Regions from separate parts of the Zea mays genome. Here region 1 is linked to region 2. Evidence: chromatin contacts called from public Hi-C data. All regions are on one chromosome and are shown on one strand. The core of a region is the stretch at or near the end of the contact, and the rest is flanking DNA. Distances in the headings are between cores, read along the strand shown.

Region 1 (3,014 bases), core at 344-2,843, 200 kb before region 2:
CGGGCGTTTCCTCAAATAGTATCATCCTAGTATGTGGCAAAATGCCTAAGGAAACCAATGCGATCACTTCGTGTTAGTTGCTTTTGGTTCGCTCAGCTCCACCAAAAGGCAGGGGGCATTGCTGTGCGGACGATCCGGCCCCGAGGCCAGACGATCCGCAGTGGTGGTGCGGACGGTCCCCGCACACAGAGTCAGTTAGGGTTCTGAGTTTCTTGCTACAATTGTTGGCTATATTCACGGAATTGGCTCGGGAAGTTTGTTTGTAACGGGTCCAGCCCCCTCCTTTATAAATACAGAGGAATACGGCCGATTAGTCATCAACAATCGAATCAATAATCATTTTATCTCTCGTTTTTACCTTAGGCATTAGGAGTAGTTCTAGTTTAGCCTCTCAATCCCTAAATTATTCGCTTCTCTTTGGCTCTACGTCGATTAGAGGTGTTTAGATCAGTCTGCTGACCCTAGACAACACCTAGAATCTCTTCTCCCCGATGAGGTCCCTCCCGGGAGCGAGATTCAGGCGCCGTCGGCGAACTTCGCCGCCCCTGCGCACGCGCGGACCTTCCGGCCTATAGGCTCGGACCGTCCGGCCTGACAGACAGGGAACTCTAGCCCTGCTACAGGTCACAGACCGTTTAGCCCCTAGGCGCGGACCGTCCGCGCCTGTGCAGAGAGCACCGCCGCTGGTTCTCAACGCAGTGATTGACGCCTGAATCGGCGCCAACATGAGCTTCGTTGGGTCGGACAGGCCTAAGCCCGACCCATGCGTGCGGACCGTGCTGGGGCCCGACATGCCTTAAATTTGAGGCCCAGCCTAAATTATTTCATGTTAGACCCTGGTTTGGGCTCTTATTTTGGAAATGTGCTCATGTTAACCTAAAAAGGCTGGCTCATATTCTCGGTACTAGACCCAACACATTCTCCAGCGATTGGATGGTTTCTAGACACTCCATATGTGACAACATACCGCTTCTAAAACCACGCTTGTGTTTTGATACAATTTCTCGATACGTGCTCCACTCCATCCCCACCAAAATAATAAACTTTTTAGGTTAATCAAAATCAAATTGTTATTAGTTTAACCAAATTTGTAAAAATAATATGCATTTACGTAATATCACGTCTGTGCGATTCAATTTATCATGTACTACGTTTTACAATGCATTTTTTTTGTTTTGATACATTTATATATAATCTTAGCCAAATTTATGATGGATTGGTCTTCAATAAATTTAGGGTAGTGTTTTTTTTTTGGAACGGTGACGGGGGCACATGAACAGCTCACACCCAGTTCTTCCCCTTCCGGGCTAGGCTAATCTGCGAGCGTACAAACAAACACCCAATAGGAGCGCGCAGATATTGTTGCTTGTTGGCAATCCATCTCCTCCTAGTCCTGGCGAGGATGTCACGATCAGAAGCTTCGCGCCCGCCCGACACCGCAAGCGAAAAGGGGGACGGTGCCGCGTTGCCGTGCCCCACGCATCAACAAAACGTGTGGCCCGCCCTCTCCCGTGGGCCGCGGCCCGTGCCCAAAAGCAGGGCATCCAGCAGTATAAAGCCGGCGCCACATCCTGTGCTTGGCCGCAGCACCAGTTGCTTCACGGCTTCATCATCACTCCACTAGCCAGTCAGCTACTGGCCTACAGCTAGCCGCCTCCTCTCCTCTCATCCCATCCCATCTCATCTCCGACAAGCGAAGCAGAGCACTGGCATGAGCATGGACCGCATGGCGCGGCGTTCCGTGTCCTTGCTCCTCGCTCTGGCTCTCCTGGCCGCCGCGGCGTCGGCGGACTCGTGGCTGTACGAGAAGTTCACGACGGAGGGCAACGTGCGCGCGGACTACAACGCGCAGGGGCAGCAGGTGACGTCTCTGATCCTGACGCAGCAGTCCGGCGGCGCCTTCAGCTCGCGGCAGAAGTACCTGTACGGGGAGTTCAGCATCCAGATGAGGCTGATCCCGGGCAACTCCGCGGGCACCGTGACCTCCTTCTACCTGTCGTCGGGCGACGGGCCCGGGCACGACGAGATCGACATGGAGTTCATGGGCAACGCCAGCGGGCAGCCCGTGGTGCTGAACACCAACGTGTGGGCCAACGGCGACGGCAAGAAGGAGCACCAGTTCTACCTGTGGTTCGACCCGGCCGCCGACTTCCACACCTACACCATCATCTGGAACGACAAGAACGTCATCTTCAAGGTGGACGACCTCTTCGTGCGGTGCTTCAAGCGGTACCCGGACCTGGCGTACCCGGGCGGGAAGCCCATGTCGGTGCACGCCACGCTGTGGGACGGCAGCTACTGGGCCACGCAGCAGGGGAAGGTGAAGGTGGACTGGTCCGCCGCGCCCTTCGCCGTCTCCTACCGCGGCTACTCCGCCGACGCCTGCGTGCCCGACGGCGACGGCCGCCCGCTCTCCTGCCCCGCCGGCACCGACCGCTGGATGAGCCGCCAGCTCGACGCCGCCGAGTGGGGCACCGTCGCCTGGGCCAGGCAGAACTACATGCACTACAACTACTGCGACGACGGCTGGCGCTTCCCGCAGGGCTTCCCCGCCGAGTGCTCCCGCAACTGATTCATTGGTTTGTTTGTTATCCCCGATCCGTTCGCGCGGTCGCCGTCCGTCCCACACAGTGCCCTGCCCTGCCCCCCCGACGATTTCTTGCTTCCTGTTCCTCATCTAATTAATCATCAATGGTGTTTGTTCGTCACCGCTGTTCTTGATGGATGGATGCACAGGACAGGGCAGGACAGATGTTGTTGCCTTCCATTCCATGTACATTTTGCCGCACATTTATACACTACTAGTGCCCTTGAATGTTTTCTTCTTTCTCTCTGTGTTTTTCTTTACGGTTTGTGAGATTTGTTACTGAAAGGGAGTTCATAAAGATAATAACGTGAATTCTACTGTACTACATACACCGTGAAAACAAAAGGGAAGGCAACGTTGTAGTATCCGTTACAAAGCAACGACACCTAACACATGGTGTCAGTCTCGACCAGGTACGAACATTACT
Region 2 (3,052 bases), core at 249-2,748:
TTTGTGGTCATGGGCCCCATGCACCCAAACCCGACACGATACTTTAAAGCGCGTATTGATGCCGTGCCCATGCCCTGTCCGTTTCTTTGACTTGAGAGTTGAGAGCCAAAGGAACCTGCTGCGACCACTTCAAATCACCACCCAAATTCCATCTGTGTGTATCATATTTCCTACAATTATTATATATATATATAATCCCCGAGAAATTGACGCTTATGCATAGAAGATAAAATAATACGTAGATTTGGAGAAAGTTCATGGCGAGATTAAGTTTAAATGCTCTTTAATTCCTTTTACAGGAGCAAAGCTCGATCTACCACTAATCCGAAGAACAAATGAAACAAGAGGTCTACTACTAGTATCGATTGACTTGACTACCGCTGCTACACTGACTGCTACGGCGGGAAGCAAACGATCTTCACGCCGCGCGGGAGCGGGCAGCGCCAGCGCCAACGCCGCCGTCGCCGTCGCCGTCGCCGTCGTGGCGGTGGTCGCCCTCGTAGGTGACGACGAGCACGGCCGGGTCGTCGGCGGCGCGCTCCACGTGCTTCCGCGCGGGGCAACCCTTGGCGCTGCTGCACCGGTAGTAGCCGCGCGGGTAAGGGGACCCCTTGATGGGCTTCTGCCCGTACTTGCGCCACGAGTACTCGTCGTGGGGTACGTCCGACGACGCCGGCACGTGGCCGGGCGGCTGCGACCCCGGCGTTGCCGCGGCCGCGGGTAGGCGCACCGTGCGCCGGGACAGGCCCTGCCGGCTGCGCTTCTTCTTCGAGCAGTGGCAACCTCCAGCGCCGGACTCGGCGTGGTGCGCCCCCGGCGGAGCAGCGGCGGGGCACGGCGACGTGCGCTTCGGGAGAGGCGGCTTGCCCGAGGACACGGCGGCGAGGCTGCACCCCTTGGACACGCTCCCTTCGCCGCCCGCGGTCACGGACGACAGGAACGAGGTCGAAGTCGCGGACACGGCCGGCGCCCGCGGGGCCTTCTTGTTCGCTGCCGGCGGGACAGACTTGGCGAAGTCCAGCGTCAGGGCTTTGTTCTGAGCCTGATGAGGCGGCTCCGCCGCCGCCTGCTGTGACGCTGGCGTCTCCGTCTCTATGGGCTCCACCGCGGCGACGGCGGGCGCGCGGCGGAAGCGGGCGTGCCCCGTGCGGTCCAGCAGGTTGATGACGCGCCGGAACCGGGACACCGCCTGGTCGGCGATCTGCCCGAGCGGCGGCGACTCCGCCCGCCCCGCGCCGCACGGGGAGAGCGAGGAAGCGAGCAACTCCAGGCTGCGGAGCCCCGCCGCGGCTGCCTCCTGGAACGCCAGTTGCTCGTACGCCCCGCCGCCGCAGGACATGAGGTCCACCGCCATGGCTTAGCTGCTCTGCCGGGCTGCTGCCTGTCTCCTTCCGGCCTTGCGTGGGGCTCTGGAGCCTGGATCGTCGCTTGTAGTTGGAGGTCAGGTCCGTGCGGTGCTGCTGCTGCTTTCTTGTGGCTTCTTGGGTTGTGGGATTGTGAGGTGGGAAACAGGTGGAGGGTGAGTTTTATAGGTAGAAATGGCGGAGGTGCGAACGAGAGGACCAAATGCTAGACGACGAGCTGCCTGCTGGGCTGTGCAAAGTCAATGCCTCGCTTCTCTTTTTTTCCCCCTACCACTACCGGTTTACCACCACTCTTTATTCTAAGTTAAGACTAAGGTGTATTCGGTATGGATTCAAAACAAAACTCTCTAATGAGGAGCTGGACAGATCTATTCCAACACCTGAACTCCACAGTTACAAACTCTATGGAGTTTTGAGAGATGTAGTATAAATTTTTAAGGAGTGTTTAGAATGGCTACAGGTTTCAGCTCTAGTGTGGAATTATAATTTATAATATGAATTTAAATAGTTTTAAAAATATTTTTAATCTAAATAATAAACAAAATGATTTATATATAGCTCCACGATTTTCTAGAGCACCTAATGACCTGTTCTACCAACTCCACCAAATTTCTAAAGCTAGAACTATCTCAAATAGGGCCTTATAGTACCTCTTTTCCTACTCCGAAAACTCTAAAAAGAAATCCATACATGGAGTTTGGAGTTATTTACTCACCACTGTCACAGATTATGAGAAAGCTATTTAAACTCTAGAGTATAGCTTTTCCACTTAGAGCTTTGGAGTAGAGCTGCTCTGTAGTGGAGCAAAGCCACGACAAAACACGCCCTTAGTATAGATCATCCATGGATTTTTCTTAGTCACCGCCTTGGAGTATTACATTATTACAGTACTTGCAAATACTCCATCAAAGTCTAAATTATAAGTCGATTAGGACAACGACACGACAAAAATAGTTTAGTCCAAATTTTTTGTTAAAATACAAATGAACTTTCAATACACTTATACTTTTGTGAAAATACTTTTAAAGATAAATCGGTGCATATGACTATTATGTTTCAAAACTACATAATGAAACACCTATTTGTAGTCAAAGTTTTACAAGTTTGACTCAAACTTTGTCTAGGACGACTTATAATTTGGACCTAGAGGGAGTATATTTTCCGAGTAAAATGCATATGCGGTCCTCGAACTTGACATGTTGTGTCAGTTGAGTCCTCAAACTCCAAAAAACAGGAAAACAGGTACTGTAACTTGATCAGTCCATTCAAAACTAGGTTTGCTTAAACCAGATGCCGACGTGGCGTGCCACCCTAGAGTCACTTTGGTCCTCAAACTTGCCATGTTGTGCCACTTAGGTCCCCGAATTTTGGCATGTTGTATTACTTGGGTCCCCCGAACTTTCATTAGTGTGCTCCAACGTGTCACGTCATGTTGTCATCTGGTTTGAGCAAACCTAGTTTTAGATGAGCCAGCCAAGTTACAACACTCGTTTTTCTGGTTTTGAGAGTCCGAGGACCCAAGTGATACACCATGCCTAGTTTGAGAACCACAGATGCATTTTATAACAAAATCTATTATTTGTCACCAAACAACTCTAGCTTATATGAGCTTCATTGGAACAACTCCCATAAGTTTAAAATCGATAAAAATAGCTTTACTCCATGAAAGTTTTTAATGGTTTAGCTCC

Evidence for each region. A called contact is a pair of places that touch in the nucleus more often than the background predicts.
Region 1: a contact with region 2 is called in a Hi-C map of bundle sheath, with 5 times the contacts expected there. The contact joins the promoter of LOC100285134 here to the promoter of LOC100285526 in region 2. A contact is called at or near these places in 3 of 25 Hi-C or Micro-C datasets (bundle sheath, ear and leaf mesophyll).

Annotation. Positions count from the first base shown.
Region 1 is chr10:70,044,770-70,047,783 of Zm-B73-REFERENCE-NAM-5.0, reverse strand. It overlaps LOC100285134, which reads left to right and starts at 1,593. Exons shown (of 1, transcript NM_001294297.2): 1 at 1,593-2,951. The coding sequence starts at 1,712. The coding sequence ends at 2,572.
Region 2 is chr10:69,842,488-69,845,539 of Zm-B73-REFERENCE-NAM-5.0, reverse strand. LOC100285526 reads right to left here and starts at 1,498. Exons shown (of 1, transcript NM_001158417.1): 1 at 244-1,498. The coding sequence starts at 1,354. The coding sequence ends at 419.